Regions from separate parts of the Mus musculus genome. Here region 2 is linked to region 1. The links are chromatin contacts, called in public promoter capture Hi-C maps. All regions are on one chromosome and are shown on one strand. The core of a region is the stretch at or near the end of the contact, and the rest is flanking DNA. Distances in the headings are between cores, read along the strand shown.

Region 1 (7,365 bases), core at 1,668-4,167:
AAAGAGCAAGTGAAGAGTAAATTCTAAATCCCAACCAAGACCCAATGCTAGCTACTGGGCAAAGCACTCCGGATTCAACACCTGCATGAGCATGGGATTACACATAAACAAACAGGACTTGTTTAGTTTGGTTATCACAAGGAAAACAGGCAGTAGTCTGCACAGCTGACTGTCCCAGCTGAGGCAGTCCACTTGGACTAGGCCCACAGAGATACAAGATGCAGAATACCTAGTATACATGTTAGCAAAATTTTTCCCAAGACAGGGTTTCTTTGTGTAGCTCTGGCTATCTGTCATTGTATACACCAGGCTGGCCTGGAACTCACAGAGATCTGCCTGCCCTGGGATTAAAGGCAAGCACCCCCCACCCCCACCCCCACGTTTAGCAATTTTAACTCATCACAAAAATGAACACTTTAGTTTCTTCTTTTTTTTTTTTTTTTTTTTTTTTAGTTTCTTCTTCTTTTTTTTTTTTCCCCTTCGAGACAGGGTTTCTCTGTATAGTTCTGGCTGTCCTGGAACTTACTCTGTAGACCAGGCTGGTCTTGAACTCAGAAATCTGACTGCCTCTGCCTCCCAAGTGCTGGGGTTAAAGGCGTATGCCACCACCACCCGGCAATACTTTAGTTTCAAGTCAGCAGAGAACAATATATCACTTCTTGGTTAACATCCCACTTGAACCAAGTATTCCACAATCACCTTAAAACTAAAAAACGGTTTAACATTAAAAGTGTCCTCTCTGGATACACAAAACAAGTTGCTGTCTTTGGAACTTGACTACGTTTCTAGCTTTTCTCTCCTTTGAAATAGGAAGATAAGTTAGTAACTATGGAATAGTTGACAAGATCTTTGGATGTCAACACTAAATACTAACTAGTATATGCATCTACTTTGAACTTACCAGTTATGGCTCATCAAGGCATTTATTATTTATTGTTCTTGTTTTACAGAGATAGGCTTTAATGTAGCACAAGACAGTCTCAAATCGCTATGTACCTCAGGATGATCATCCTGTCTCCACTTCTCAAGTGTTCAAAGTACAGGCATGATTTGTATTTACTTTTTGTTTTAGCCAAGTTTAGAGCTTCTCCAAAAGAGATTACAGCTGGGCTTGGCGGTGTACATCTTTAACCCTAGCACTAAAGAGGCAGAGGCAGATGATCTTGGTGAGTTCATGGCCAGCTTGGACTAAATGATACCCTGGCTGGAATCGGGGATATGTATGTGTATGTGTGTGTGTGTATACACATAAGGAGAATTAAGAGACTACCTTGAATGTGTCTTATTTAAGACAGGTGGGCCTAAAACTCATGATCCTTGTACCTCAGCTTCCCAAGTGTTGGTATTACAGGACTACGTCCCACCACTTTGCTTAGTTATCGCTTTCAACTTGATTCTAATCTTCTGAACTCAAAGTAAAATCCAAGATTGTCATCTAGGCTGGGAAAGTCACAGACTAAAAATACAGCACAACATAGCATAGCTGCTGTCTCAAATTATGGGAAACTTGCACAAGAAGGAATGAGTAGTGATACTGTAAACCTGGTCAAAGTGTCATGCTCTTTGGAAATGGGCCTAAGTGGGAAACCTGCTATTGTTTTTTACTTAAAGACACGTCAAGCTGCCTACTAAATATTTATGTTTAGACCCATATATTAGTGCTGTTCTCCACTTTTGCCAGAAAAGTTTCTGAGAGACTCCAAACTGCTGAGTGCTTCCCCTAGTGGGCTATCTCTACCCTCCAGAAAAGCTCAAGGGCATCACAGAAGGAGGTGTGGGAAGAACGTAAAGGCTGAGGATGGAAAAGAGTGCTATATAAACGACAGTCTTTGGGACAGGACATGGCCACTGCACTCATCAACTTACAGCAGCCAGCCAATAACTCCAGTGTGGGTGGGGGATGCTCCTGAGGCTCAGCTGAGGAGTGAATGACAACTGATGGTTGCTGGAGGAAGAGGAAGTCAGTTTATTTTGGCTTATGCTCTTGAAGGCAGCACTAACTGGACTCAGTGGGTTATTCAGAAGAGGAGGAGGAAGAAAAGGAAAAGATGAAGGTGAGAGGAGCATTGTTGGAAGAGGTCCAGGAGGAGTTGGAGGGTTAGTAATATAGATTTACACACACACACACACACACACACACACACGTCAAATAAACAAGAAATATTTTAACAACATAAAAATGAACAGTACTCTACAGAGTAGATGAACTGTTTCAACTTAAAAGCTTTCATTCTGTTACTGTCACCTGTGCATATCACTGTTCCTTGCTACTACTTCATAGTTGCCCTCTAAACAGTTCCTACATCATACACCTTCCAGCTCACCTTCTTCATTTGAGGGTGACCCTGTCTGAAAAGGCAACTTTATAAATAGTACTATGACAGAAGGGGGATTTTCCTTAACTTTTTGTTTTGTTTTTGAGGATGATGTCTCATTTGGTAGACCAGGCTAGCCTGGAATTCACTATGAAACTCAGGCAAGCCTTGGACTTCTGGTGATCCTCCTGCCTTCTGCTTATACAATGCTGAGAATACAGAAATGGGCCACTATGCCTGACAAAAAGGGTTTTGAAAAGGCAGTTTCTAATAAAAAAAAAGGAGACACCCATGACTGGGGCATAATTTTGTGAAGGGTCTTCCTTGAATGAACAGGTCCTGGATTAAAACTAAGAATAAAAGGAGGGGAAAAGCGTTTAAAAGGATGTAAGAAAACACAAGCTCTCCAGACAGTTTGGCCTACGTGAGGTGTCTGAAATTTGCAATAAAATGTTATGGGATTGAAAACAAGTAGTCAGACAAAAAGTTTGTTAACAGAGCATAGGAAATGAGGAGAGGAGCAGAGCATGTGAGGTGAGCAGACAGACAGGGAAGCACAGTGGGAGAGTTTCCCACACGGCATCACACCTCTGCTTTTATATCTGTTTCCTGTACGTAACAGGAAGCCTGGGGAGGATAAAAAAATTCCCTAGGCGAATGCTTCAATTGTAGCTAAGTGAGCACTAGAGGGCGAGCTCTCCACAGATTTACAATTTTCACACACACACACACACACACACACACACACACACACACACACACACCACACACACACAAATGATGTAGCTCTGTAAGTCCTGAGGAGAAAAAAAAAAGCATTGCTCTGGGACACAGAATAGAGAAACTATGACACCTAAAGTAGGTGTGAGACCTAGGTCTGTGCTCACTGTTCCTATTAACTCATATTAACACCATCTAGTAAAGTGAAAATGCAGCCAAGCCACCTACATTGGGCCTCAGTTTCTTATGTGAAAATAATGTGGCCATTTTAGGTAATTTGAAAAATCATTTTTGAGCTCTAAAAATTTATTTTTATCTATTTTTATTTTATTTTATTTTATTTTATTTTATTTTTGGTTTTTCAGGACAGTGTTTCTCTGTGTAGCCCTGGCTATCCTGGAACTCACTCTGTAGACCAGGCTGGCCTGGAACTCAGAAATCCACCTGCCTCTGCCTCCCGAGTGCTGGGATTAAAGGTGTGCACCACCACCTGGCTGAGCTCTAAAAATTTAAAATAATCAATATTAAACTATTAGGTCTTAAATCTTCATTTCTGTTTGTCTGCAGCTAGGTCTTAAAATGTAAATGAAAACCAGCACGTGCTGTCTCCATACTTGCTTGGATAGTCTGCACTGTAATGCAATAGGTAGGTCCTCCTCACTTTTCACAGTGGATTTGTTGTTGTTGTTGTTGTTGTTTTCAAAGAAGGGTTTCGCTACTAGGAAATGAACAAGACACAAATGTCTTCAACATGGTGGAGGCTCCCTTCAGGTTATAAGAAAAATGTGTTTGCTTTACAGGCACAACACCCCAATTTTAGGCTAATTGTATTTTGCTCAAAGAAAGAGTGTTCTCTAATTTTAGCCATTAAATAATGGTTTTAAACCTGGGCTGGGATGTTTTAATCAATGAGAGGTAGCTCATCTGATGTAGTGCCAGGAAGAACACCTTTTCCTTTGCTAACTTCCATTACAAAGTGAAGAGCACTTCTCTGAGCTATTTGACAATATATTTCCCAGGGTCTCCCTCCCTCATTACAACTTAAAAAAATATTACACATTTAAAAGCCAACAATATTAGAACTCCCATGGACACTTCTCTAGTGTGTGATACCTGAGATAGCATTTATGAGTTATGTTTTGTTTGAGACATGGTCTCACTAGGTAATCTCAATTGGCCTAAAACTTGCTATGGAGATGAGGTTGGTCTCAAACGTGGGGACCCATTTGCCTATGCCTCTAGAGTGCTGAAATTAAAGGTGTATGCTACTATACCCAATTACAAAAATTTTTATCAACACAGGGGCACATGTCTTTAGTTGCGGAATTTGAGAGTTAGAGGTATCCAGATCTCTGAGTTCAAGGCTACATAGTGAAACCCTGTCTTGATACACACACATACACCATGAGAGAGGGGGAGAGAGGTAGGGGGAGAGAGAGAGAGAGAGCGCGCTACAATATGTAGAGAAATGGAGAACAAACCTAATGGTAAGGCATATTAGATTTGACCTGAAGAGCACTTGGGCTCATGAAGCCTAACTTTGGAGATAATTCCAGTGGCAATCGCAGAACACCAACACGAGGAAGTGCTCTACTGTCATACAGGGTAGATGCTCAAAACATACTTTATAGAATAATAAAGATAATTGCCATGAGGGATAACCTACTGGGCTAATCATACTATCCACATCATGTTTTACCTGCATGTATGTCTGTGTACCACATGTGTTCCTGGTCCCAAAGAGTTCAGAACAGATCAGATTCCTTCCTTGGAACTAACGCTACAGCTGGTTATGAGCTGCCATGTGGGTGCTGAGAACCAAACCTGGTCTTCTGGAAGAGCAGCCAGTGCTCTTAACTGGTGAGCCATCTCTCCTGTCCCAGCACCCATGTTTAGTGAAACCCCTTCATTAACACAGGCCTGGCCTGATTTCCTCCTTTTACGTGTACAGAGTCATACACAAGTAAATAAATACAAGTCTCATTACTTAATGCAAATACTACTATCATCTTGCAATAACTCTTAAACTGCTGAAGAACGAAGCATCAGAAAACACAGAATTAAGATATATGAGAACATCACCAACTTACCATTCCACTCTCTCAAGTACAAAAAATGTCACTTACCTTATGATGCAGCAGATGGTACAAGTTGTAACTCACAGTGTAATGCATAGTCAGTGTTATGGGAAGAAGATGCTCACATAACCTGCCCCTTTCAACGCACCTTTGCCTAGATGTGTGTTGATAGACATGTATCTCGCAGTTCCAGTCAAACTTTTGTGCTCTCTGTAAGGTATGTGTTTTTTGGTTTCAGGATCAACATATTCCTTGGCCAGTCCAAAATCTATAATGTGTATTACATGCTCTTTCTTATTGCCTTGTCGGCCAATCAAGAAGTTCTCTGGTTTGACATCTCGGTAAATAAGATTCTTTGAGTGTACATACTCCATTCGAGAAAGCTAAAAGAAAGAAAAAATAATAATGGAAATACCTTGAAATAAGCAAGCTGGGGGAAGGAAAATCCAAAAAACTTTTTTTAGAGATGGGATTTCACTATGTAGCTTGACTGTCCTGGAACTTACAGAGATCTGCTTGCCTCTGCCTCCCAAGTGCTAGGGTCAAAGACATGTGCCACTATGCCTGGCCCAAATATTTCTTTTTAAAAATTATGTTTGTTTATTTACTTACTGTGGTGTGTGTGTGTGTGCATGAAAGTGCATTCATAGGTGTGTGTGGCAGTCAGAAGATAACGTGTAAGAGTCACTTCTTTCCTCCATGTGGACTGAGGGCTTAACCTTAACTTGTCAGACTTGGTGGCAAGTGCCTTTACCTGCTGAGTCATTTCACTGTGACCCCCCCCCACATTCACCCCGCCTCCCCAGTTTTATTCTTTCCTTCCCATTGTTCTGTATCACTCTGCTGTCTAGGCTAGGCCTTGAGCTCTTGGACTTAAGCAATCTTCTTATTTGGGTCTGCTAAGTAGCTGTCATCATAGATATGCCACTGTCCCTGGCTCAGCATAAGGTTTCTGAAACTAAAATGAAAACTCATCTCTTGCCTGGGTGTGGTAGTGTATGCCTTTAATCCAAGATAGATATCTATGAGTTCAATGCCAGCCTGGTCTACATAAGAAAGTTCCAGGCCAGCCAGGGTTACTGTGTAAGACCTTTTCTCCAAAAAAATAAAGTAACAACAACATCAGCCACTCTTTTTTTTTGGGGGGGGGGGGTGTTCGAGACAGGGAACTGTCCTGGAACTCACTCTGTAGACCAGGCTGGCCTCAAACTCAGAAATCCACCTGCCTTTGCCTCCCGAGTGCTGGGATTAAAGGTGTCTGCCACCACTGCCCGGCACATCATCCACTCTTATCTACCTCCCACTTTACTGACATAAACTAAAACTATATTTTAAGGTTTGTTTTATGATTTTACTCATGCATATGTATGTGTGTGTGCCTTCCTGAGTTTATATCTACCAATTGTGTGCCCACAAGGCCAGAGGCTATCAGATTCCCTGGAAATGGAGTTACAGGCAGTGTTAGTTATCTGATGTAGGTGCTGGGAACCAAATTCAGATTTTCTGTAAGAGCAATAACTGCTTTTAACTGCTTAATCTATCTCCAGCAAGCCCCCACATCCAAATACTTTTTGCTACAAACATATAACAACCATTAAGATTAAGAGAAAACAATGAGGTCACTAAGTTTGGCTAAGATGGTAATACTTTTACTTTATATATTGTAACTTGCAAATGTGCCCTCTGAGACAGGCGCTACTGCCACCTCACCTCCTGCCACACTTTCTATTGTTAGTTGCTTAGGACTCTTTAACCCCAATCTTGGTATTGCAGAAAGAAGAAAGCAGGGGCCCAGTAAAATGGATGCCTGCCTGACATTAGACAGCTGGCTGGCAGCAGGAGGAGGATGAGCAGTTTAGTGACCAAAGCTCAAAGGAAGTAATTGTAACATTATATCGAATTTCATTAAATAATTCTATCTATAAAGCATTTCTGCTAAGCATAGAAAGGAAGGCTTAAATCCTTGAGTATAGTCAATTCTCAAGTACTTCCAAGTTGCTATAGGATGATGGTGAGCCCATCACTAGACTTCCCGTGAATTAGGATCTACCTTAAGGCTGTGGAAGGGGGGGGGGGTGGTCCACAACCACCCTAGCACTCAGGAGGCAGAAGCAGTCTAACTAAACTGGTGAGATAATACCACAAAACAAAACAAAATAAAACCCAATACTTGAAATCTTCCCTTGAGGGGCTAAAAAACTTCTCAAAGAGACTGTTCTAATTACTCAAAGTAGAACTAGTATTTCATTTAG
Region 2 (7,365 bases), core at 2,428-4,927, 130 kb before region 1:
CCTGGTGACTGAATTCAATACCACAGTGGACAGAGAAAATGGACTCCAAACATGTTCCATGGCAAACACACTACTCTCACTCATACAAAGACACAATTAAAAAGACCACTATCCCGATTCCTCCACTAGCACAAAACTCCATGAAAAACAAATGCTTAACTCTGGTGAGAATTTACAGGACTCACTACTGACTCACTATTCTGAAATAGCCACAGGCTGGACACAATGGCAGAAGCCTTGTAATCTTAGCACTTGGGAGGCAGCAGCAGGTGTCTCTGTGAGTTCGAGGCCAGCCTGATCTACTCAGAGAATTCTAGAACAGCTAGAGCTGCAGTAAGACCCTTTCTCGGGAGAAAAAAAAAAAAAGAGGCCAACAAGCAGAGATAAAGACTCAAGCATTTACTCCCCTGCTCCTATGTGAATTAATAATATACCTCAGTATAACCAAATAGTTAATAGTATGGCTGCTGTGATGGGACAAACTAAAACTATAGCTTCTTCATGCTATGTAGGAAAAACATATTTGTTCTGTTTTCTTACCAAAAATGAATAACAATCTAATCATGAATCATCTGAAAACCCAATTTGAGACAGAATCTATAAAATATCTACACTCTTCACAAGTGTCAAGATCTCTAGGTGTGCTGACAGATGCTAATAATGCCAGTGCCAGCACTTGGAAAGCTAAGGCAGGAGAATAGCCTCAAACTCAAGGCCAGCCTGGGCTACATAATGAGATCCTGTCTCAACAACAACAAATCAAAATCATGAAAGATAAGAGCAAGGAACTACTCCTGCCTAAATGAAGTAACTACTGAGAACCATTACTGGGGGAAGGCAGGAAGGGGAGGGAACACTACCACCATAAAGGGTATTACTGGAAACAATAATATATATATTATTTATTTATATATGATTATTATATACAATTTATTATACATATAATTTATTTAATGTGTATAAATGTTTTACCTGCATGTATGTATGTGTACCATGTATGTGCCAATTGAAGTCAAAAGAAGAACTAAAGTTATAGATGATTGGGAGCCACCATGTGGACGCTGGGAATTGAACTCAGGTCCTCTGCAAGAGCAACCACACTTAACCACTGAGCCATCTCCTCAGCCCCAAAACTCCATTTTAACAAAAAGTGGGAACAACTCAAATGTCTAAAAACTGGTAAGAAAGCAAAATTAAACAAGGTCTCTCCATTTAATTGGATATTATTATATGACACTACCTAAGAATAAAACACACACTTTAAAACATCAACACTAAAAACATAGTAAGTCAAGGAATCCACACACTGTCTAATTTCATTAAAATGAAATATCCCAAATTATGGAGACTGGAAATAGATGGTTGTTCTGTACAGAGAAGCAGAGAAGAGCATGCTGTAAGCACAGAGAGACTACTTATTAGCAAATCAGGGCTGCCCCCTCCTTCCCTCTCTCTCTCTCTCTCTCTCTCTCTCTCTCTCCCTCTCTCTCTCTCTCTCTCTCTCTCCATTTTTGATACAGGATCTGGCTGTGTAGCCCAGGCTACCATCCTCTCTTAACCTCCCAAGTGGTGGCGTTACTCATGTCTTACCGTACTTGACTGCATGCAGGATGCAGGGGATGCAAGTGTTCAACAGTGATTCAGAGATGGCTGCAGAACCCTGCAGGAGTTATCAGAGACTACTCAGCTATCTACTTCAGGTGGCTTATATGATGTGTGAATTACACCTTAATAGGTGTCACAAGTCAAGCTGGAGCAGGGACGGGGCTCTGCGGCAGGTATGTGAGGCTCACGTGAGGCCCTGGGTGTGAGGCGGAAGCAAGCTTCTTACCTTGTGTTTGAACGGCAGACACCGCTGAAGCTTTACTCTTAGGCACAGCCCTATGATGGGGGAAAAATCTTCATTATCTTTGTATCCCTTCTTACTGGCTCTAGAAAAACCATAAAGTTCAAACTGCATCCACCCAGTGTGGGTCTCCTGTGACCTTGGCACCATGAGGAAATAGAGTTTCATGCCTGCCCCAGTAAATCCAGGGAACTGGGTCATTCTATACATGGTGAACCAAGGTCACAGTGTAAGGTGACTGTTGGTGGTAGTACCACAGCAGAGCTGGCACTGACCAGAACAAAGGAGCACCACAAAGGCCAGGCCTTTTCTGCTGGGCCAGCTGGCACTCAGGCATAATGGACGGACCCTTAAGCTTTACAAAATACCAGAAGACAGGCATGGTGGCGCACACCTTTAATCCAAGCACTCTGAGGCAGAGGCCAGCGGATCTCTATGAGTTTGAGGCCAGCTTGGTCTAGGACAGCCAGAGCTACAAAAGGAAACCCTGTCTTTAACCCTACCCCCCAAAATAAGCCACTGGTAAGCCAAGCCAGGCAAAAAATTAAAACAAAGTATATTTAAAACCACTTATTTAACTGCCGTCGGGATGACTTAGCAGGTCTCTGTTGGCACATGGTACCCAGACATACATGCAGATAAAACAACCCATACACAAAAAACTTAATTAAAAATGTAAGAAGCATTCATACAGACACACATTTACCAATAAAAACTAGAATTCCCATGCACCCATGTACACACACATGCACACACACACACACACAACCCTTACCAATAAGAGTTGCCAAAGAGCAATGAGGTACTGTTGGTGTGAACTTGATAATAACCAAATAGTCATCTTCATTTATTTCTTGAACTTCCACACAACTCTCTGTGACCACTTCCAGTTCTTCTAAAGTATTGGGCTTTTCTGGGTCCCGGATAGTTCGAATCAAATCTAGAAGCATCAGAGACAAGGTATTAAATTAAAATGTGAATATTCTAAGTGAGGATGAGGATTCTTATCTCAATTGAAGCACGGACTAGTTTCAAATGTGTATGTTTTGCCTCCATACATATCTGTGTATTCTGTGTATGTAGTGCCCACAGAAGCCAGACCAGGGCCTCAAGATCCCTGGAATGACAGCTGTGAGTGGCCATGTGCATAAGAAACTGAACACAGGTCCTCTGCAAGAACAGCCAATGCGGAGCCATCTCTTCAGGCCCAACCACCCCGCCCTAACTTTCTTTTTTCTTTTTTTTTCTTTTGTTTTTTCGAGACAGGGTTTCTCTGTATAGCCCTGGCTGTCCTGGAACTCACTCTGTAGACCAGGCTAGCCTCAAACTCAGAAATCTGCCTGCCTCTGCCTCCCGAGCGCTGAGATTAAAGGCGTGCGCCACCACTACCCGTCCTCCTAATTTTCTTTTAATCAAATATTTCAGCAACTCCCAAGTATCTGACAGAAATTTCTACTAATAGAAAACAATTTTCTTAGATCATTATTCGTCCATATCCAAGTCTTAATTCAAAACCATGGGAACTGTGAATGGGGAGAATGTGAAGGGAGCCCTAGAGGAGTCTTGGTTGGAGAGAAGGTGGGATTAAGCCTTTGAAAATGAACAGCATCCCCTTAAGACAGAAGGAAAGAACCATCAGGGGCTTCCTTGGCTTGTTTCCAGCAAAGGAAAGAGCAGAGAAGAAGGGTGGGGCCCAACCACCAGGGTATTTCACAACTAGCCACAGGCAATAGGGATTCCTCAGGAGATTTAGAATAAGGAAGTAGGAAGGGCAGTGGGGTACAGTCAACTGCTAATTTACTCACACTAGCTGCAAGAACCAGAACCAAAGAGAAGAGCTAGAGACGGCCACTGAGAAGCTCGGCTTAAAATCAGCAGATGACAACAGGGACAGAGACAGGACAAGCAACTAAGTTCCTTGTTTCACAGGAACTAACATGTGGCAACTCTCTGCATCCAGAAGACAAGCATACAGAGAGGAGGGAGAGGACTCAGATTTATTTATTTATTTATTTATTTATTTATTTGGTTTTTTTGAGACAGGGTTTCTCTGTGTAGTCCTGGCTGTAACTAAGTTCCTTGTTTCACAGGAACTAACATGTGGCAACTCTCTGCATCCAGAAGACAAGCATACAGAGAGGAGGGAGAGGACTCAGATTTATTTATTTATTTATTTATTTATTTATTTATTTGGTTTTTTTGAGACAGGGTTTCTCTGTGTAGTCCTGGCTGTCCTGGAACTCACTCTGTAGACCAGGCTGACCTAGAACTCAGAAATCCACCTGCCTCTGCCTCCCAAGTGCTGGGATTAAAGGCGTGGGCCACCACCGCCCGGCTGATGACTCAGATTTTAAGCTCAAGTATTTGGAAGAACAGTATTAAGATTAAAAGGGGGTGGGGATAGAGGCTGGCTGGGGAAGACACCGTGCTTTAGCCAAGCCTGAAGACATGAGTTCCATCTCTCAGACCCACATGGTAGACAGACTCATAGAAAATTAGCTCAGTTTCATATGCAGTGTTTGTGGAGGTGCTTCAAACAATGAAATGTTCTAGCAAAGTTGAACAGTTGTATAGTGCACACCAAGTGCACACCAAGGCTAGAGTGGTTATTGAACTCACAGAATCCATCAAGAAGTACTTGGCTCACCGGGCGTGGTGGTGCACGTCTTTAATCCCAGCGCTTGGGAGGCAGAGGCAGGTGAATTTCTGAGTTCGAGGTCAGCCTGGTCTACAGAGTGAGTTCCAGGACAGCCAAGGTTACACAGAGAAACCCTGTCTCAAAAAAAAAAAAAAAAAAAGCACTTGGCTGGATATTTGGATATTGCAGTTACCATGAATGCCTTGAAACAAAAAAAAAAAACATTGTCTGGGCCCTATCCTAGGCAGTCTAACTTAGCTGGTTAAAGCATGGCCCGAACAGCTAGACTTCTTAAAACTCCTCAGATTATTTTCTTAAAACTTTGTTGTTGTTGTTGTTATCTTTATGTTAAGAATGTTTGTCTACATGTGCCTGGTGCCTACAGACATCTGAAAAAGGCTTCAGATTCCCTGGAACTGGAAGTTAGGATAGTTGTGAGCCACCAAGTTGGTGCCAGGAATCGAACCCTGGACCTCTGCAACAGCAGCAAATGCTCTTAACTGTTGAGCACTCTCAGGTTATTCTTATAGGCAGCCTAGTTTGAGGCTCCTTGGTATAGAGGGAAGGAAATCCACAAATGGATCCTTGAAAAGTTGGCTGTGGTGGCACAGGGCTATAATCCTGGCACTTGGGGGGCTGAAGGATGAAAATCTTCACTTCTGGGCCATTCTAGGCTACACACTGAGTCCCTATCTCAAAATGGAAAAGCAAAGAAGAACAGAGAAGGGAAAGGAGAAGTGTTTAACCATAGCAAAGGCTACAGAACAACACAAGTGAGAGAATTTGAACTCAAGGCTATCCCGGGCTACATAGTAAGACTCTCAAAAAGAAAAAAAGGCCAGCATGAAAAGCAAAGCAAAAAGAATCAGAAAAGGAAAGCCAGAGGTGGCCAACATTAAACACTACAGGACAACTCAGGCTAAAGTGGTCTTGGATTTGTTATTCAACAAGTCACTTATAAGAAAGCAGTTCGGTAGAGAGGTGCAAAGTGGGGAGCCAACAGATCAGAGAATGCACCCCAAAAGCCTTGGCAGGAGGGTGGAGCAGAGGCTTTAGAATCTTGACAAAGCTTAGGGACATTTGAGTACGGTTTTTAGTTCAAATGGAAGGTTGACAGAAGGGAAATCACACTGTGAATGGAGCTGGGTGAAAGGAAGCAGAAGACAAGGGGATTAAGAAGGCTGGACCTCAAGGAGGTCGGTGGCAAGGACACGAGGTTGTCCTGCCTCAAGCTCACAGAGGAAAATAAAATAGAATAAAAAGGAGAGTGATAAAGGGAGGGCAGGGGAGAGAAGCAGGATTTCAGGTGAGTGGGTCTGGTGTTCTCAGGAGCCTGGGGTCTGTTCTACTACTCATACCTTACCCAGAGACCTAAAAAGCAGCCAGGAAAATAAATCCATCAAACTTTCCTTCCCTAGACTGTCTTCTGGCCTTACCAATAAAATAGGACATTTGAAAATGCAGATAGGAGCTGGGCATGGTGGCGCACGCCTTTAATCCTAGCACTCGAGAGGCAGAGGCAGGCAGATTTCTGAGTTCAAGGCCAGCCTGGTCTACAGAGTGAGTTCCAGGACAGCCAGGGCTACAAAGAGAAACACTGTCTCGAAAAACCAAAAAACTCTGTCTCAAAAAACTAAAAAAAAAGAAAAGAAAAAGAAAATGCAGATAGGAAAGAGGATAAACTTCCCCTTCATGTAGCAGGTTATTACCGGATTGGAAAAGCAGGGTTTCCCCCCTCCTCTCCTCGGCTTCTCCTTCTAAGCTTCATTTGTAAAAGCTGTATTATAGTCTTTGAACACTACTAAATCCTGAAATTAAACCTCACCTCTTACCCCTTACTGAACACCTCTAGCTTTCTAGTGATTTGAGAAGTTTGATTTTTTTAAAAAGATATCAAGCTTGTTCTCACATTACTCTCCTAATTTCCTCTCACCCACAACTAAGTTTTTGTTGCTCTGTATTGACATGAAGGTCTGCTCTTCCAGAGGACTTAAAATCAGTTCTCAGCACCCACAACTGGCAATACACAACCTCCTGTAACTCCAGCTTCAGGGAGACCCAACACTTCTGGCCTCCATGGACACACACAGACTTAAAATTAAAAACAAACAAACAAACAAACCTCTTTTTTAATACTTAAAAAGATGATTCATTTATATTTAAAAGTTTCAATGGGTGGTGGTGGTGGTTGCGAGATGATTCAGTGGGAAAAGGGGCCTGCCACCAAATAAGCCTAACCTCCTGGGTTTCCATCCCCAGGAGCCACTTGCTGGAAGGAGAAATCTAACGCCAGCAAGTTGTCCTCTGACTTCCATATTTGCACTATGACTTGCATGTGTATGTGCAAACATGCACAAAGTAACTAAATGTAATAAAAGTGATTTGAAACTTCAGTATTCAATTCCAGTCTACAGTCTAAAGAAACAGCCTACCACACCTCCACCTGCAGTCACCATCAGGTGCCTCCTTCTGGATAGCCAATTCTGTCTTCTCATCTCCATATTTTACTCTAGTTTCTTCAGCGTATGCGACCTCTGACATATCCAAACTACTCTTCAAGACCTACCCAAGTAACTGTCTAACATCATCACAGATGTTTCTAGTCAATTTCTCTTTCCTCTGCGTCTCCATACCTCCTACTTAAGCTCATGACCTCTGACTGCATTTTGTATTTTTGCATAAGTGGGTGTCATTCAATGCAAACTTGAGGACTAGAATCATCTCTCTTGAAGAGTTGTATTTCTGGTCCCCGGAAGTTTCCAGACGCTATATGCAGAGGTATGGTAGGATGGGAATGTTTTGTGGAGATAGTACAGTAGCAATTATCTTCTGCCTGGGGTTAAGTCAGCCTTGCCTCTCTACCAAGAGATAAGGGAACCTG

What was found. Capture Hi-C pulls out chosen DNA fragments and counts their contacts.
Region 2: a contact with region 1 is called in a promoter capture Hi-C map of adipose tissue. The contact joins two enhancer-like sites. A contact is called at or near these places in 1 of 115 datasets of contacts at active chromatin or transcription factors (embryonic stem cells) and 2 of 9 other capture datasets (adipose tissue and pancreatic islet).

Annotation. Positions count from the first base shown.
Region 1 is chr9:66,000,178-66,007,542 of GRCm38.p6, reverse strand. It overlaps Csnk1g1 (casein kinase 1, gamma 1), which reads right to left. Exons shown (of 14, transcript NM_173185.2): 7 at 5,262-5,496. Among named protein-coding and RNA genes, the nearest start is that of Gm22657, 51 kb to the right of the region's middle. Within about 2 kb of position 2,917, at least 58 of the 459 cell types and tissues checked have an H3K27ac peak or open chromatin away from gene starts, as enhancers often do. A contact at or near this core is called in adipose tissue, where this site is marked.
Region 2 is chr9:66,127,948-66,135,312 of GRCm38.p6, reverse strand. Ciao2a (cytosolic iron-sulfur assembly component 2A) reads right to left here. Exons shown (of 5, transcript NM_026635.3): 2 at 2,622-2,786; 3 at 1,832-1,881. Among named protein-coding and RNA genes, the nearest start is that of Ciao2a, 5.0 kb to the right of the region's middle. Within about 2 kb of position 3,677, at least 37 of the 459 cell types and tissues checked have an H3K27ac peak or open chromatin away from gene starts, as enhancers often do. A contact at or near this core is called in adipose tissue, where this site is marked.